Linked DNA regions of Muntiacus reevesi: region 1 is linked to region 2. The links are chromatin contacts, called in public Hi-C maps. All regions are on one chromosome and are shown on one strand. The core of a region is the stretch at or near the end of the contact, and the rest is flanking DNA. Distances in the headings are between cores, read along the strand shown.

Region 1 (7,316 bases), core at 3,610-6,109, 210 kb after region 2:
CCATGGGCCCCACATTGGCAGCTGGGTTCTCAACCAGTGGACCACCAGGGAAGTTCCTCCTTATTCTTCTTTAAAGTAGACTTTATTTTTTAGAGCAGGTTACATTCACAGCTAAGTTGAATGGAAGGTAGAGAGAGTTTCCATGTACTTCCCGCCCCATGTACAGAGAGACTTCCCCGCTATTAACGTCTCCGTTTGTTACAATTGATGCACCTACACTGACAGAGTCCCAGAGTCCCTGGGTAACTTCAGGGCTCACTGTTGCTGATGTACATTCTAACGGTTCACCAGTGTATAATGACATATGTCCACATTATGATGACATACGTAAGAGTTTCTTTGACCTAAAAATCCTTTACGTTCTGCTTACTCATCCTTTCCTCCTCACTGCCTCCTGGCAACCGCTGATTCTTTGTCTCCATAGTTATGCCTCTTCCAGAATGTTATACAATTGGAATCACATAGTATGTAGCTTTTTCAGATGGTCCTCTTTCACTTAGCAATACACATTTAAGATTCCTCTGTGTCTACTCATGACTTGACAGCTCATTTTTCCTAGAGCTGAATAATGTTCCATTGTTTGGATATACTTAGCTTTTCAATCCGTTCACCTACTGGAGGGTATCTTAGCTGCTGTCAAGTTTTGGAAGTTATGAATACAGCTGCTACAAACGTCCGTGTGCAGGTGTTTGAAGGGACATACGTTTTACCTTTGGATAAATACCAAGGAATGTGATTACTGGATCAGATGATAGACAGAGTGTGTTTAGATTTGTAAGGAACTGCTAAACTGTTTCCATAGTGGTCTACCATTTTGCTTTGTTATACATTTTCTTCACATAACACTTCTCCTATTCAATTTTCACCTGGATATACCTTGCTGGTTTGGCTTGGCCTGGCCTCTTCAGATAGCTTGCCTAGTGCCCAGGGCAACTTTTCATCAAAAGACAATGCTTCAGATAGGAAATTTTCTTTATTTCTTTAACAGTTGTTTCTCCACAGGTTCTTTTCTCCACTTCTGGAATGTCTATTATACAAGTATGGAGCTGACCCTCAGACAACATGTATTTGAACTGCATGAATCCATTACACATATTGTTTTTTCAGTACTAAATACTGCAGTGCTACACAATCCATGGTTGGCTGACTCAGGTGCAGAACCCCAGATATGGAGGGCCACCTACAAAGTTGATTTTCAACTGCGTGGGGATTGGTGCCCTGTTTCCCCACTGTTGTTTAAAGGCCAGCTGTGTTTCATTTCCTGGGCATTTCTTTCTTTCTTTGGTCTTTTTCAGAGTTACAGGGAAGGTTCTCAAAGCAGTCTTTCTTGATTTGGTTTTTAATTTGAAAGTAAAATTTTGCATATTTTTCCAAACTTGTTTATGAATTAACTTTTCAAATATTATTTAGAAGATAAATTTGGAAATTTTACTAAGTCCCTGTTTTCAGGCTTTTAGCAACTCTCTTAATAAAGACACGATACCTTGTATTTTTCTTCATATGTCTAGTAGTTTTTCTTTAGAAGGACCTACCTAGATCTATGTTTTCTTTAGAGGGACCCCTAGATCCCTAGAGGGATTGGAATTTGAAGTGGTTCTAGGCAAGACTATGCAGATTATTTTCAAGCATATTGGTTCCAGGCCCACTTGTTTATGGTTTAGTTTCTAGGTGCGGGCATCCAGTTGGCCATGATTAATGCAGGGGAGGGCTCTTGAGAGAAGTTTGCTGCTATGCTAGGCAACTTTGCTTTCAGGATTTATGGAGGCAGCTCAAGGTTAGCTGGAGGAATGTCTCCTTTCTCTAAGTGAGTGTATAGGTTAGGAATCTTCTGACCAGTGTCTCTGCTTTTATGTGCAAACCAAACATTGGGCTAAGTCTTGGCCAACTGATTTGCAAGCAGACGCTTGTACAGTTCCCAGCATCACCAAAATTGCTTCCAGCCTGTGCCAACCTCATCCTAATGCATAGCCCTGGTGTCTATCATGGGGCTGAGAGTGGCTCTGCTGGGGCAGCACCCCCATCGGGCTTCCCAGGGATGCCCTTCCTTAGTCAATACATCCATTGATCTGCTTCCACCTGCACTATGTATTGCAGAAATTCTTTACATGTTCTTGGTCAGAATTTGAAACAGAGAAGAGTTAAGTGGATGGTTTCAGATTATGATCTGTAAGTAAAGATCAGGGAACTACCGCTTTCAACAAGTCTGAATACAAAACTGATTTATTTACAGTGTCACCACTAGGTGGTGCTACCAATTGGTGAAAACAAAGGTTGCTGTTGTGGGACGATCAAAACCCACTTGCAGCTAGGACCAGCACAAGTTTGCGAGCTTTTAGGGAGCTTGTGTGTACTTGTGCGTAAGTGTGTGTACACATAGCTCTTGGTGCATGAATTTGCTTCAATGCAATGTTGGTTTACACGTGTTCACATGCAGGCAAGTATATGCAGAGATTAGGGTTGGGGGCACCTTCATATCACATCATGAAGCTAATGATATGAACTCCAAAAGGCTGCCCCATCAGCCATATGTATCGTCCGGAACTCTGGTCCCTCAGCTTGAAAGGCTGCCAGTGGAGTGTGCAGAAGCCCCAGCCTTAAGGGAGAAATACAGTGACAACGCCCCAGGAAAGCTTTTTCGGGGCAGGGAACACACAGTCACGTATCCTGTAAGGTCATCTGTCCGCAACCCCTCCAAGGAAGTCTCAGTCACTTGTAATGTCCTGGAGGACCACGGTCTCGATATCTCCCTGAGTACCCAAAGCTTCAAATCAAATGCCCACATTAGGATGGCATCCTCTGTCCGGATAGGGAGTGACTGTGCACTTGAGAAAATAAATGTGGGGGTGGTGTTGGGGAAGCCCCGAAACCCCTTCCCCACCAGAGTCATCCGTATCCGCACGTCCTTTCCGTTATCACTGTGGACGGTCCCCAGCTGATCTCAGACTCTCACTCAGGAGCCCGGCCTTCACTCCAGGAGTCTTGCTGCCTTGACTACATGCTGTCCAGCATAGCCCCTGAGGCTGGGGAAACTCAGACAAGCCCCTTCCCTCCTCTGGCATCAGTTTCTGCAGCTCTCGGTGAGGGCTGGGGCCGCAGGGAGACGCTCCCAAGTAGGAGAAAGTTCTGCTTGCCTTCCTCCTCCTCCTTCCAGCAGACTTCCCTCCTTAATGGGCCCCCAGGGGAGGCAGCTGGCCTCCTGGGCCTCCAGAAGCCGCAGGAGGGAATGCTCACTTGAGCATCATTAAAAGTTCAAGTGGCTTCCTCCCTCCACCCTGCACCCCAGGGGGAGAACCCCAGGACTCATTAAACCCTCTGCCCCCAGAGTCCAATTTGGTTGAAGGGAATGTTTGATCTTTTCATCCAGAGGAGGTTTGCACTAAGGGTTTGGGGCCTCCCTGAGACAGTTCATCTCAGATCCAGGTCAGAGAGGGAGGGTCCCCAGAGGTCACCTCTTGCCCTGGCGCTTTTCCAGAGGAGGAAACAGGCTGCAGAGAAGGGGTGTGTCCAAGGTCACCAGGAGGCAGGCTGCTGGAAGCATTTCTCTGGGTGGCAGAGAACTGAGTGGGGGCGGGGTGGGGGCTCTCTGTGGAGGGTCCCCTGGGCACCCATGGTCTCAAGGGCGAGGTGCAGAGCTGTGGCTTTGGGGGGGACCCTGCAGCATGTGAGGAAGGACTGTAAGAGCAGCCTGACAAGCCCACAATGGGAGGGGCTGCCTGGAAAGATAGCAAGCAACCGTCCCCGGCCGCTTGGCCGTGTGGTGGGATGGATAAGTGCTTGTCTAGATGAACAGAGGGCTCTGGACTGCATGGGCAGAGGGATCTGCAACTGCTCAGGTCCTGCCTGCTCTGTGAATTCTCCCCCAGGCAGGAATGGTGTGTCTTGACTGTCGGGTGGGGAGCTTCGGATGGAGCGGGGAGCCTGCCGTGTATGGGCAGTTGAGCCTGTTGACTGGGAAGCAGGAGGCTGACCCTGGGGCCTGGCCTCTCTGACCTCAGCGGCCAGCTTCCTGCCTCCTGCAGCCCTACACTGACACCCGGCTCCCAGACCCAGCAGGACTGAGGCTGCAGAGACAGTTGTTCAGCTTTCCTGCCTGCCGGGCTGGCCTGAGCTCCTGAAGAGTGCAGGAGCAGACATTCTGCAGGACAGAATGTGACTCAGCCCCCGCGGCCTCTGTGGGCTGCAGGGCAGGGAGCCACGGTCTCCCAGATGATGCTCGGTCCCCCCAAGCCATCTGGGCCAAACTCCACTGCCTGAATATCGGCGGCTTCCCTGGTGGCTTGGGTGGTAAAGAATCTGCCCTACTTGCAGGAGACCCAGGTTTGATCCCTGGGTTGGGAAGATCCCCTGGAGAAGGGAATGGCAACCCACTCCAGGATTCTTGCCTGGATAATTTGAACAGAGGAGACTGGCAGGCTACCGTCCTTGGGGTCGCAGAGTCGGATACGACTGAGTGACTTTCACTCACTCACTCAATATCAGTGGCAAACGTGTCCAGACCTGGTTTAAGTGCCTTATAAACACTAATTCCTTAAATCCTCAGAAAACCCTACTAGGAAATATACTCTAATGAACCCTTTTACACATGAGGAAACTGAGGCAGCGAGCATGGGAAACATGCGCAGTCACAGGGCTGGTGAGTCATGTGGTTCTAGAACCCACGATCTTAGTTAGCGTGCTGTGCTGTCTCTAAGAAAGGAGGGCTCTGAGGCCCAGGGAGGGGACCGGGCTGGCCCAGTCACCCGGCTGGGTGGCAGGGATGGGGGCCCAGGCTCTTATCTCTAGCCTCTGGGCTCTCCCCCCACCCCGAGGCCCCTCCTTCCAGCTCCTCTCTCCCCACCTAGCCTCACTTGGGCCTCCCCAGAGTTAACAGTCGCCGGGCCTCCCCTCAGCTGGCAGCTGCAACCCAAAGAGGCTGCACCCACATTCCCTGGCTGCTCTCCAACCCACAGGAGCAGAGAAAACAGTCCAGTGACCGCGAGGGCTGAGCAGAGGCTGCTGGAGGGGAGGAAGCAGTGCGGAGCCGCCACGCAGAGGGCCCTGTCAGCTCCCAGATGCTGGACCTCCTGCAGCGCACGACCCTCGTGGGCCTGATCGTCGGCACGGCGGTGGCCTTGCTGCTGCTGCTGCTGCTGCTGGCCGCCTGCCTGTACTCCAGACAGGAGGAGCCCGACATGGAGAGGAACCGCCCCGCCGCCAGGAGGAACCGCATCAGGTGGGCCCGGCCGTGGATCTCCTCAGGCCGGGGCCACCTGGGACACTTGCACCATTTCCGCCATGCTGGCCACGTGTCTCACATGCCCCATGCGAACCTCCACCATCACCATCACCACCTCGCCCACCACCATGCCCACCATCACGCCGCCCACCACGCCGCCCGTGCCCACCGAGGCCGCCACTGAGGCCCGTGCAGGGCAGCCGCTGCCTGCCCTGCCGTCGCCAGACGAGTGGACCTGCCGACGCTCCCACGCAGCAGGGCGCCTCTCTGCAGGGAACACCGGGTCCTGCTTGGGCTTCGTCTACCTTCCACGCCCCGTGTGCTGCGGAGGAGAGCGGAGGAGCGCCAGGGCTGGCCCTGCACACACAGGAGGGGGACGGGCTGAGCGCAGGCGGTGCTGGCGGTCCTTCGGGGCAGACACCACCTTGTGACCTTAACTCCCGAGGGGCACCAGAGTGGACCGCCTGTCCGGTTGGTGCAGGCATGCTGGTGTGTGCGGATGGGCAGGTGTGCCCTGCTCGCTCTCAATGACCAGGCCTCTGGCTGGCAAGGTAGCTGGGAGGGGCCCTGGCGATGCCCCTGTGTTTGAAGGAGGTCGTGAGGCTGCACAGTCAAGTCAGTGGTGCCTTAATCCAAGAAAATAAAAACCATTAAGAAGCTTTGTGAAGAGGCTCTTGATTGTAACTCAAGTGGGAGGGAGGGAGCGGCCAGGCCTGTTCCTGCCTTTCCCTGGACCTCCCTCTCTGATGGGAAGTGAATGTCTGAGTGGGCCCTGCCGTGGGGGAGACTGGACGGCTCCGCTGGGCTCCGTGGACAGTAGGTGAGAAGGCCTGGGGCCCGAGCTCTGATGGGAGGCATGGTTAGGGTTTGCAGGCAGCCCTGCACAGAGACGGCTCTCTGTGTACCGGTGGGGCTCGGAGAGAAGGAGCGAGGCCGTCCAGGCTGGCCCCCAGGGCTCTGTCCGGTCCACCTCTAGGGCAGACTATGCTCCGGGCCTGCAGAAGGCCCCTGCGAGGCTGCGCTGAATGAACGTTTCTTTGGTAAACTGGTCAGGGTTTCTCATCCAGGTGTTGAGTCTCAGCCAGCCTGACCCCACTGATGCGTGTGTGTGTGTGTGTGTGTGCGTGCGTGTCTGTGTCTGTGTGTGTGTGTGTGTATGTGTCTGTGGCTGGCTGGAGTCTGTGTGTGGCTGTGAGTTTAGGAGGGAGAATGTGCTGCTGGGTGGCCCTGGGAGAGGGCTTGCTCCTCGGAGTCTCAGTTTCCCCTTCCCTAAGATGAGATAGGTGACAGACGCTTCTTGTCAAAGCCTGTTCCCAGCTACCCCAGGGCAGCTGACAGGATTCTGCAGCCAGGACGGAATCCAGTTCTGAGGCCTTCAGTGAGGAAGGAAGTCCTGTGAACTGGGGTGGGAAGGGGAGGGGGAGAGGCTTGAGGGCCAGGCGAGGCGGTGGGGAGAGGCCGGAGAACAGGCCATAAAGTCAGGGGCCTGGTGGCTGACTCACTGGAACAGAATGTCCTGTTTCTTTTCTATTCCCCGGTGATTCTCTATGAGGCCTGGGGTGGGAGGCGGGGAGAGGGAGGCAAATTCACTGATAGCAAGGCCAGATTTCAGGCTTGGGAAAGAGGATCCAGGGTCTATAGCACTCTTTGTATCAGCCTCTCCTCCCTTACCCTGTGGTTACCCTTAGTTCATCCCTGATCCGGATTCCTGCCACAACCCCTCCAAGTCTGCACACCTCCAGCCCTGCCACTTTGCGAGGCCTCTTCACACTGCAGCCTGCCCATTGCCCTTGGGACCAAGTCTCTGCCTCTTGGTTGGCCATCCAAGGCCCCCGGTCTGATTCCTGCCTCCTCCTGTTCCTTCTGTCCTGTCCACACTGCTCCAGTCCTTAGGCTCAGGAAACATCTTGCACGTTCCCCTCTCTGTCTTTGCCCAAGAAGAATTTGTCATTCACTCTTATGGGTTTCTCATTTATTATTATTGTTATTGTTGTTGTCATTTCTGCCGATGCACTCAAATCTCTTTCCCTAGAGATTCAAAGGCCCCTGTCCTCCTAGACTGGAGAACTCTTGAGGGCCCCCCCATGCCCAAGTGTGGGAT
Region 2 (7,758 bases), core at 3,108-5,607:
ACAATTCTTAAATGGCTTCTTAGGAAATCACTGGCTCTCCATGAAAAAAACTACTCTTCTGCACCATCTTTTCACAAAATTTGTGTTTGTGACCCTCACAGTATGTACCATTTCAGCTTTTAGGATACATATCCTGATAGGTAAGTTAGAAGCCGGGATTTGATTTGAAACTATTTTAAAACATTTAACTTAGAAAATTGTGTGTAAACTCAAAGAAAAACCTTTGACCCTTTAAACAATAATAGCAGCTGTTTGAGAATATTGAATATGATGAGAAGGTGACCTCAAAGTCTAGAACCATGCTGTATGGAGGGGCAGGGGAGTCAGGAGGGGGATGGGAGTGGGCCACATGAGCAACAATGGGGGTTTGACTTGTTTTCCGGATTGTCTCTTTCCCTCACTGGGGCTATAAGAAATAATGTAGAATTTTAGTGAGGTCTTTTTTTGCCTTTAATATGTTTCACTATTATTTTTTTTTCTTTTTTGGTTTTTCACTGCAGCCACAAGGCGTGTGGGGTCTTGTGGGATCTTTGTTCCCTGACCAGGGACTGAACCCACACCCTTGCAGTGAAAGTGCGGAGTCCTAACCATTGGACTCCCAGGGAATTTCCACCATGTTTCTTTTTTTATACTGCCTCTCCTCTCCCTTACTGAAATGCTGCATTTGCAAATGCATCTTTCCTGTCTTGTTTTATCTTACTTTCCATAACTGCTCTCTGTCCGCCGTTGGCAAGTTCCCTCAGACCTGTCTTGTGTGTAAGCAACAAGCACGTATAAGTCAAAGCCTTTTTCCGCAAGTGAGGTTGGTTAAGCAGAGAAAAGACGGCAAGGTGTTTCATTTCTCTGGAATCCTATGGGCTTGGAGGCACAGTCTGGTGTATAGCAAGCCAGAGAGTCCAGAGTTAACTGTGAAATCAGGTAAGTTACAAGTGTTACAAGTTCAGTACTAAACCGGGAGTCTGTTTGGGGCATCAAGGCTTAACACGGAGATTGTCATGAGCCCGAATCCCATGTTGGTCTCAGAACTCAGCAAGGGTCTTGAGGCTCCTTTGGCCAGAGTGTGACAGGCCTCAGGATTTCTTCGTGCTAAGAACAGAGCAACTTGGAAACTACTGTAGCTTCTGTTGCTGTTTAGTTGCTAAATCATGTCTGACTCTTTGCGACCCCGTGGACTGTAACCCACCAGGTTTCTCTGTCCATGGGATTTCCCAGGGAAGAATACTGGAGTGGGTTGCCATTTCCTTAGTAGTTAAGCTAATTTGATGCTCCATAGTTTAGTTCTGGATCAGATACGAGTCGTTTCGGCTGGCCCTGTCCCAGGAGAAATTATAGAGGGTGTCTTCGAAGTAGTATGAGACATTACCAACCCTCCAGAGAGAAAGTTGACTCCTAGCTGGGTGCTCCTCAGGCCAGCAGGACCTTTAGGCTTCCAAGGCTTTGTATGATTAGCAGTGTGACCACCAAATAGTCAAAATCTTATTGTCCATATCAGGGAGAACATAATTAGATGATTAGACTCTATAGATAATCAAAGTTCTCATTTATCTAACATTTTTGGCCTCTTCCGGCAAATGAAAAAACAAAAACCAAAAAATTTTCACTGGATGTTAATTAGAAACAGCATTGCGGACTTCCCTGGTGGTCCAGTGGTTAAGAATAAGCCTTGCAATGCAGGGGATGTGGCTTGGATCCCTAGTCAGGGGATGAAGATCTCACATGCTATAGAGCCACTAAGTCTGTGCTCTGCAACTACTGAGCCTGCATGCCCCAACTAGACAGTCCATGCACTGCAAGGCAAGATCCCTCATGATGCAGCAAAGATCTTGCATGCTGTGACTAAGACCCAAGGCAACAAAAAAAACAAATCAGTTTTTTAAAAAAGGGGAAAAAAAAAAAAGAAACAGCATTAGCAGTTAACTTTATTTCCCTGCCAGTCCCACTTTCTAGTCTTAGTGGCAAGTTGGAAGGAAGAGTGAAGGGGCAAGATGCCTGAAATGATATATCATGTATTTGAACTCATCTGGAGAGTCTGGGCAACAGTGGTGTCTGATCCTCCCTCACCTGGGTCTGCTGGTGTTCTAGAGACTCGTCTGGGTCTTTGGTGGCCATTACCCTCTGAGCACTGCTTCACCTCCTAAGTTCCATGAGTCAGCAAATATCTGTACAGAGCCCACCTTAGAGACCAGGAAACCTGTATTCTAGTGTCTGATCTGCTATTAAGAAGCCACATAGGGGACTTCCCTGGTGGTCCATTGGCTAAGACTCCGAGCTCCCAGGGCAGGAGGCCCAGGTTCAATTCCTAGCCAGGGAGTGTAGTGTAGTGTACTGTTAGTCACTCAGTCGTGTCCGACTCTTTGCGACCCCATGGACTGTAGCCCACCAGACTCCTCTGTCCATGGGATTCTCCAGGCAAGAATACTGGAGTGGATTGCCATTTCCTCCTCCACTAGTCGGGGAGCTAGATCCCATATGCCATGCTAAGAGTTCACATGCTGCAACTAAAGATCCCACATACTGCAAGGAAGATGAAAGATCCTGTGTGCCTCAGCTAAGACCCTGAGCAGAAAATTTAAAAAAACCCAAAAACCATGTAGGGTTTGGGGAGAGGGGCAGGAGAGGAAGCTATGGAATTTCTCTCTCAGAGACTCAGTTTTCAATTATCTTTAAATGAGAGGAGTGAACAATATATTTATAAGATTCCTCCTAGCACTGAAATTCTGTGATTCTGGCAGAGGCTGTGTCATTTGGATTTGCTTCTCTGATTAAAATGTGTGTTGTTGCTTGAAAAGTATTTGGTTGATTGTATGTGAGTTAGAGTCATGTCTTCTTCGGGTTGTCCCATTACCCGTTTGTCTGGTCTATCCTTCTTTTCCTTGCTCAGATAGGATGAAGTTTCTTTGCACTAACAGTGTCAGGCGCTGGAACTGGAGTTACATGTCTGTATTAAAGAGCTATCCAAAGGTTTCCATTTCTACTGGCTTGAGGGCAAAAGAGGTTGTTGGGGGGCTTGCCTTTGGCCTCTGAGCCCAAGGGGTTCCAAATGAATGCTCCTCAAAGGTGAGCCTGTATCATTCAGCTTTGTGCATTCACCCCCATAGCTTGTGCAAGGCAAGCTGTTCAATAAAGTAATATTGTACCTGAGAATAAAATGGCATTGTTCTTTAGTTCCGCCCCCAAACCACTAGGTGTCGCCTCCACCTCAGAGAAACTGGGCCCCTCCTCCCCCTGCACAGCCACCCTTCTGGCTCGTCTCCGGGAGCTCTCAGCTTCTTGGCTTTGTGATTGCTGGAGAAGTGGCCTGAAGCAGGAGATGCCCTGTGGCTCTCGGCAGGGGGGAGGGAAATGGGTTGATGTGCATCTCCTTAAAGACAATTTGAGGAAAACTCCCTAAGGTCCCGTGGTAGTTCCTCCCAGCAACCGTGATTTCACCCCTCCCAAGCTGGTCCTCGCAATCAGATCAGCTCCTCCAGATCTGGGGTGTCTGGGGTGAGCCTTCCACGCTGGACGCTTAGGAGGGAGGGTGGAACCCGAAGGGGACACGGTGGGCTTCTACTGCTGGAAACGCTCTGCTGAGTCATCCCCTGAGGTTTCCTCGGGTGCGAGCCTGGGCCGTGAAGGGAGACAAAGAGAAGAGGCTGTTCTGGGGTCCTGCCCAGGAGCAGATGGTGCGATGGAAGCCCCGTGGGCTGTGGTGGCCTCGGAGGACCCGGGAGCGCACGGACGGGGCGTAGGGCCAGCAAGAGAGAGATTGGAGAGTTGAGCCTTAAGGAAAAGGGCGACTTGTGGACTTCGTAAGGACTCGGGAAAGATCGGTCCTTGGGACGCCTTGGTCCTGGAGGGGCCTGCTCTTCCAGGGAGCAAGCATGTTTTGCTGGTGCCGGGGAGAGAGCGTTCCCGGCAGTGAGAAGGGTGGTGTGGCCCGCTAGGTGGAGGACAAGTGAGGATACCAAATACGTGGGGGTTCCAGACTTCTTCCTGAGACTGGAGTGTCTGAGGGACTCGGGGGAACTGAGAGAGGAGACCCCAAGAAGAGCGGGATGCGCGAGGGCCGTGTGGAGAGGCCCCGGCTCCCGGGAGTGCGATGGACAGCGCGCGCGGGGTGGCCCGGGGGGCCTGGAGGAGACCCGGCAGGCCTCGGAGTGAGGGGACGCCCGGAACCTCGCCGGCCTGGGAGGCCCTCGCGCGGCGCCCCCGGGTGGGTGTGGGACCTGGGAGGGCCCCGGCGGCCGGGCGGGGGCCCGGGGGTGCGGGCCGGGGGAGACAGCAGGCGCCGGAGGGTGGGGCCGGGCGGGAGAAGGAGGGGCCGCGGGGCGGGGCGGGGACGGCGCGGGGCGGGGGCGGGCGGCCTGCCCGGGGAGTCGCACTCGGCCGCCGCCGGCGCAGCGAGCGGAGACGGCCGGGCCGCGGCGACCTGACCCGGACGAGCGGCGCGCCCGGGGGCCCCGGCAGGGGGCGGGAGGAAGCGCGGGGCTGCGCGGGCCGCCCGGGCCCAGGAGAAGCGGAGCAGAGCGGCGCTGGGACACGGGCGGGGCCGCCGCAGCTCCGGACGGGACCTGCGCCCTGGGCCCGTTAGTCCCAGCAGGAGCTTCGGGAGAAGCCTTCTCGGGGAGACTCGCCCCTGCCTGCCTCCCCCGCCGGCCCAGGCCTCGCTTCGCTCCCCGCCGCCCATGTCCCAGTCCTTCCGCCGCGCCAGCCCCCTCCCACCTTACCCCCCTGGTCCTCCTCTCCGCAGCCCTCTGCCCTCCTAGCCCCTTGGGCTGTGAGGCGCCCCCAGGCCTGCTCTCGGTGCCAGCCTGCCCCGCACCCCCACCCCGTCCCAGTCGCGGACCCCCGTTTCCTTCTCAGCTCCAGATTCACCAGCCGACTTCGCCCCTCACTGTCCACATCCCAGTCACAGGCCCCCGCGGCCCCTCCGGCCCCCTGCCACCCTACCCGTAGCCCTCCTCAGCCGTGCCCGGGGCCGCGGGACCCGGTCCTCACCCGCTCCCCGGGGCTGCCTTCCTCCGCCCTCTCCCTCGCCCATCGCTGCCCCTCTCCCGAGTCCCAGCCCCGCTGGCTCACCATCACTTCTCTCCCGGCGGTCTTCCCCTGGTTCCAGGCTGGGTGGCGCTGGGGCCTCCCCCGTGGGCCCGCCTGGCCCCGGCTTCTGGGGGCGGTGGGGCCGCCGCTCTCTCCCCATGGCACTGCCATCTCTCCTGCTGGTCGTGGCAGCCCTGGCAGGTGGGGTGCGCCCTCCCGGGGCGCGCAACCTGACGCTGGCGGTGGTGCTGCCGGAACACAACCTGAGCTACGCCTGGGCCTGGCCGCGCGTGGGTCCCGCTGTGGCCCTTGCCGTGGAGGCGCTGGGCCGCGCGCTGCCCGTGGACCTCCGCTTCGTCAGCTCGGAGCTGGACGGCGCCTGCTCCGAGTACCTGGCCCCCCTGCGCGCTGTGGATCTCAAGTTGTACCATGACCCCGACCTTCTCTTGGGCCCCGGTTGCGTGTACCCCGCGGCCTCTGTGGCTCGCTTTGCCTCACACTGGCGTCTTCCCCTGCTGACCGCCGGTGCTGTGGCCTCTGGGTTTTCAGCTAAGAGCGAGCATTACCGAACCCTGGTGCGCACTGGCCCCTCTGCTCCCAAACTGGGTGAGTTTGTAGTGATGCTCCACGGGCACTTCAACTGGACCGCCCGTGCTGCCTTGCTGTATCTGGACGCCCGCACAGATGACCGGCCTCACTACTTCACCATCGAGGGCGTCTTTGAGGCCCTGCAGGGCATCAACCTCAGTGTGCAGCACCAGGTGTATGCCCGTGAGCCGGGGGGCCCTGAGCAGGCCACCCACTTCATCCGGGCCAACGGGCGCAGTGAGTGTGGCCGAGGCTGTGTTAGGGCTGGGGAGGAGGGTCGCGGTGTCCCTGGGGCTTGGCACTGGGAGGCTGTAGATGGAGACGGGTGTTGAGGGGCTGATTGATGCTGGTGGTTGGGATCAAGAAGCAGACGTGGATGGAGCCCCTGGGAGAGGCCCGAGGCATTGTATTGGGGCAGGGGGTTGCTGGTGGCCGTTCACAGGTAGATGTGAACAAGGAAGAAGATAGCATGGAGGGTGAAGCTTGGGTCAGGGAGAGTGTGGGGCTGGGGGAAGTTGAATCTGGAGAGCAGTGTGAGTGCCCCGGACTAGTGAATGTAGTTGATGGTCACTCCAAAATGTGTGCCTGTCTGTGAGCAGAGACTTCTCAGACTGGGCTGCCAGGACCCTTTGGAGGCATAAGAAGAGTGAGGACTCTGTTAATGGGCTTTGAGGTACAGCAGATTTGGTGGGGAAAGACAGGTAAAGCCCACACTGAGAGAAATTCTGAGCCATCAGTGGCTTTGAGCCTAGGGAGAGGCAGGGCAGAGTGGGGGAGTGAGGAGGTCGGGTGGGAGGCAGACGGCAGGGCTCTGGGAAGAGGAGGGGCTTGAGGGATGTAGCTCCCTTCCTTTGGAGCCTGGAGTCAGGCTCTGACTTCTGCCAGATGGTCCTTATGGCCCCAGGGTACTTATGACATAGACTCCCAAGGGGAGGGATGGGGGACATCTGGTGGGTGGTTGATAGGTCAGGGCCTCTGTTCCTCGCTAAGGACGGAGATACAGCTGGTCAGATGGGGCTGTTCGGGGTCCTGGCCCCTCTCTCAGGGGGCCCCTCTCTCATGTACCTGCTCCCAGTTGTGTACATCTGTGGCCCTCTGGAGATGCTGCATGAGATCCTGCTGCAGGCGCAGAGGGAGAACCTGACCAACGGGGATTACGTCTTCTTTTACCTGGATGTCTTTGGGGAGAGTCTCCGCGCGGGCCCCACACGCTCCGTGGGCCGGCCCTGGCAGGATAATCGCACCCGGGAACAGGCCCAGGCCCTCAGAGAAGCATTTCAGGTATCATCTGAACCAAACTCGAAGGAAGGGGGAGAGGAACTTTTGGGGGAATTCTCTTTCACAAAACCCCACAGAAGCCCCAGCAATAGGGCGAGAATTGTAAACTATGAAGGTGAAATGGATAGGGGATTTTCTAGCCTAGCCTCACCTTTGTGGCTCTTTCTCTATGTCTGCCAAGGCCACCTCTTAAGATCCTGGAATGGCTGGCTTTCCTAAGTACCAATGGTAGATATACTGTCAGGGAGAAAAGTTCAGGAGAAGACTTAGTCCCAGCCCCTAGGAGGGCTTCCACCCTTTCTGCAGAGGTGAGGCATGATTGCAGTACGGTTAGATATAAGTATGAGATAGGATGTGATTACGGGTCCTGGAAGAGATGCTAAGAACATGAGTGGTTCAGAGGAGAGAGTCACTGTGGGCTGGGTTTAGGGAAGGCTTTTTATAAAGGAAGCAAGACTCTATTGTGACTTTAAAGACAGATGTTGTTTTCCTAGTTAGAGTGGGAAAGAGGATCCAGGCAGCTAAGAGAAAAAGACAGGAATGGATCTGTTTGAGGGTTCAAGGCAAACTGACCTGACAAGAAGGAGTGGTTCACTTGGGGACAGATTATAAGAAATAATGTTGAGGGGTAGCCTCAGATTAAGAAGAGCCCTGAACCTAAGACTGAGGTGCTTGGACTTGAATGGCCAAGTTTTCGAGTTTTTTCGGTGTGTGTATGATGAGAAGTATACTGACAGAATTCAGGTTGGATTGGAAGAGGAGAAGACTGGACGCAGTGAGACCACCTGTATGTAACAGGTTAGAACGAGGCACAGAGGTGTGGCTTGAACTGTGATGATGCGTGTGTGCTCGTTTGTGTCTGACTCTTTGCGA

Evidence for each region. Hi-C and Micro-C count contacts between places; a contact is called where the count stands out from the background.
Region 1: a contact with region 2 is called in a Hi-C map of muscle, with 8 times the contacts expected there. The contact joins the promoter of HRCT1 here to the promoter of NPR2 in region 2. A contact is called at or near these places in 2 of 3 Hi-C or Micro-C datasets (blood and muscle).

The regions. Positions count from the first base shown.
Region 1 is chr17:56,114,220-56,121,535 of mMunRee1.1, forward strand. HRCT1 (histidine rich carboxyl terminus 1) reads left to right here and starts at 4,860. Exons shown (of 1, transcript XM_065908276.1): 1 at 4,860-5,874. The coding sequence starts at 5,052. The coding sequence ends at 5,399. It overlaps SPAAR (small regulatory polypeptide of amino acid response), which reads left to right and starts at 5,951. Exons shown (of 2, transcript XM_065908275.1): 1 at 5,951-6,035. The coding sequence starts at 5,962.
Region 2 is chr17:55,909,601-55,917,358 of mMunRee1.1, forward strand. NPR2 (natriuretic peptide receptor 2) reads left to right here and starts at 4,358. Exons shown (of 21, transcript XM_065907765.1): 1 at 4,358-5,844; 2 at 6,683-6,888. The coding sequence starts at 5,178.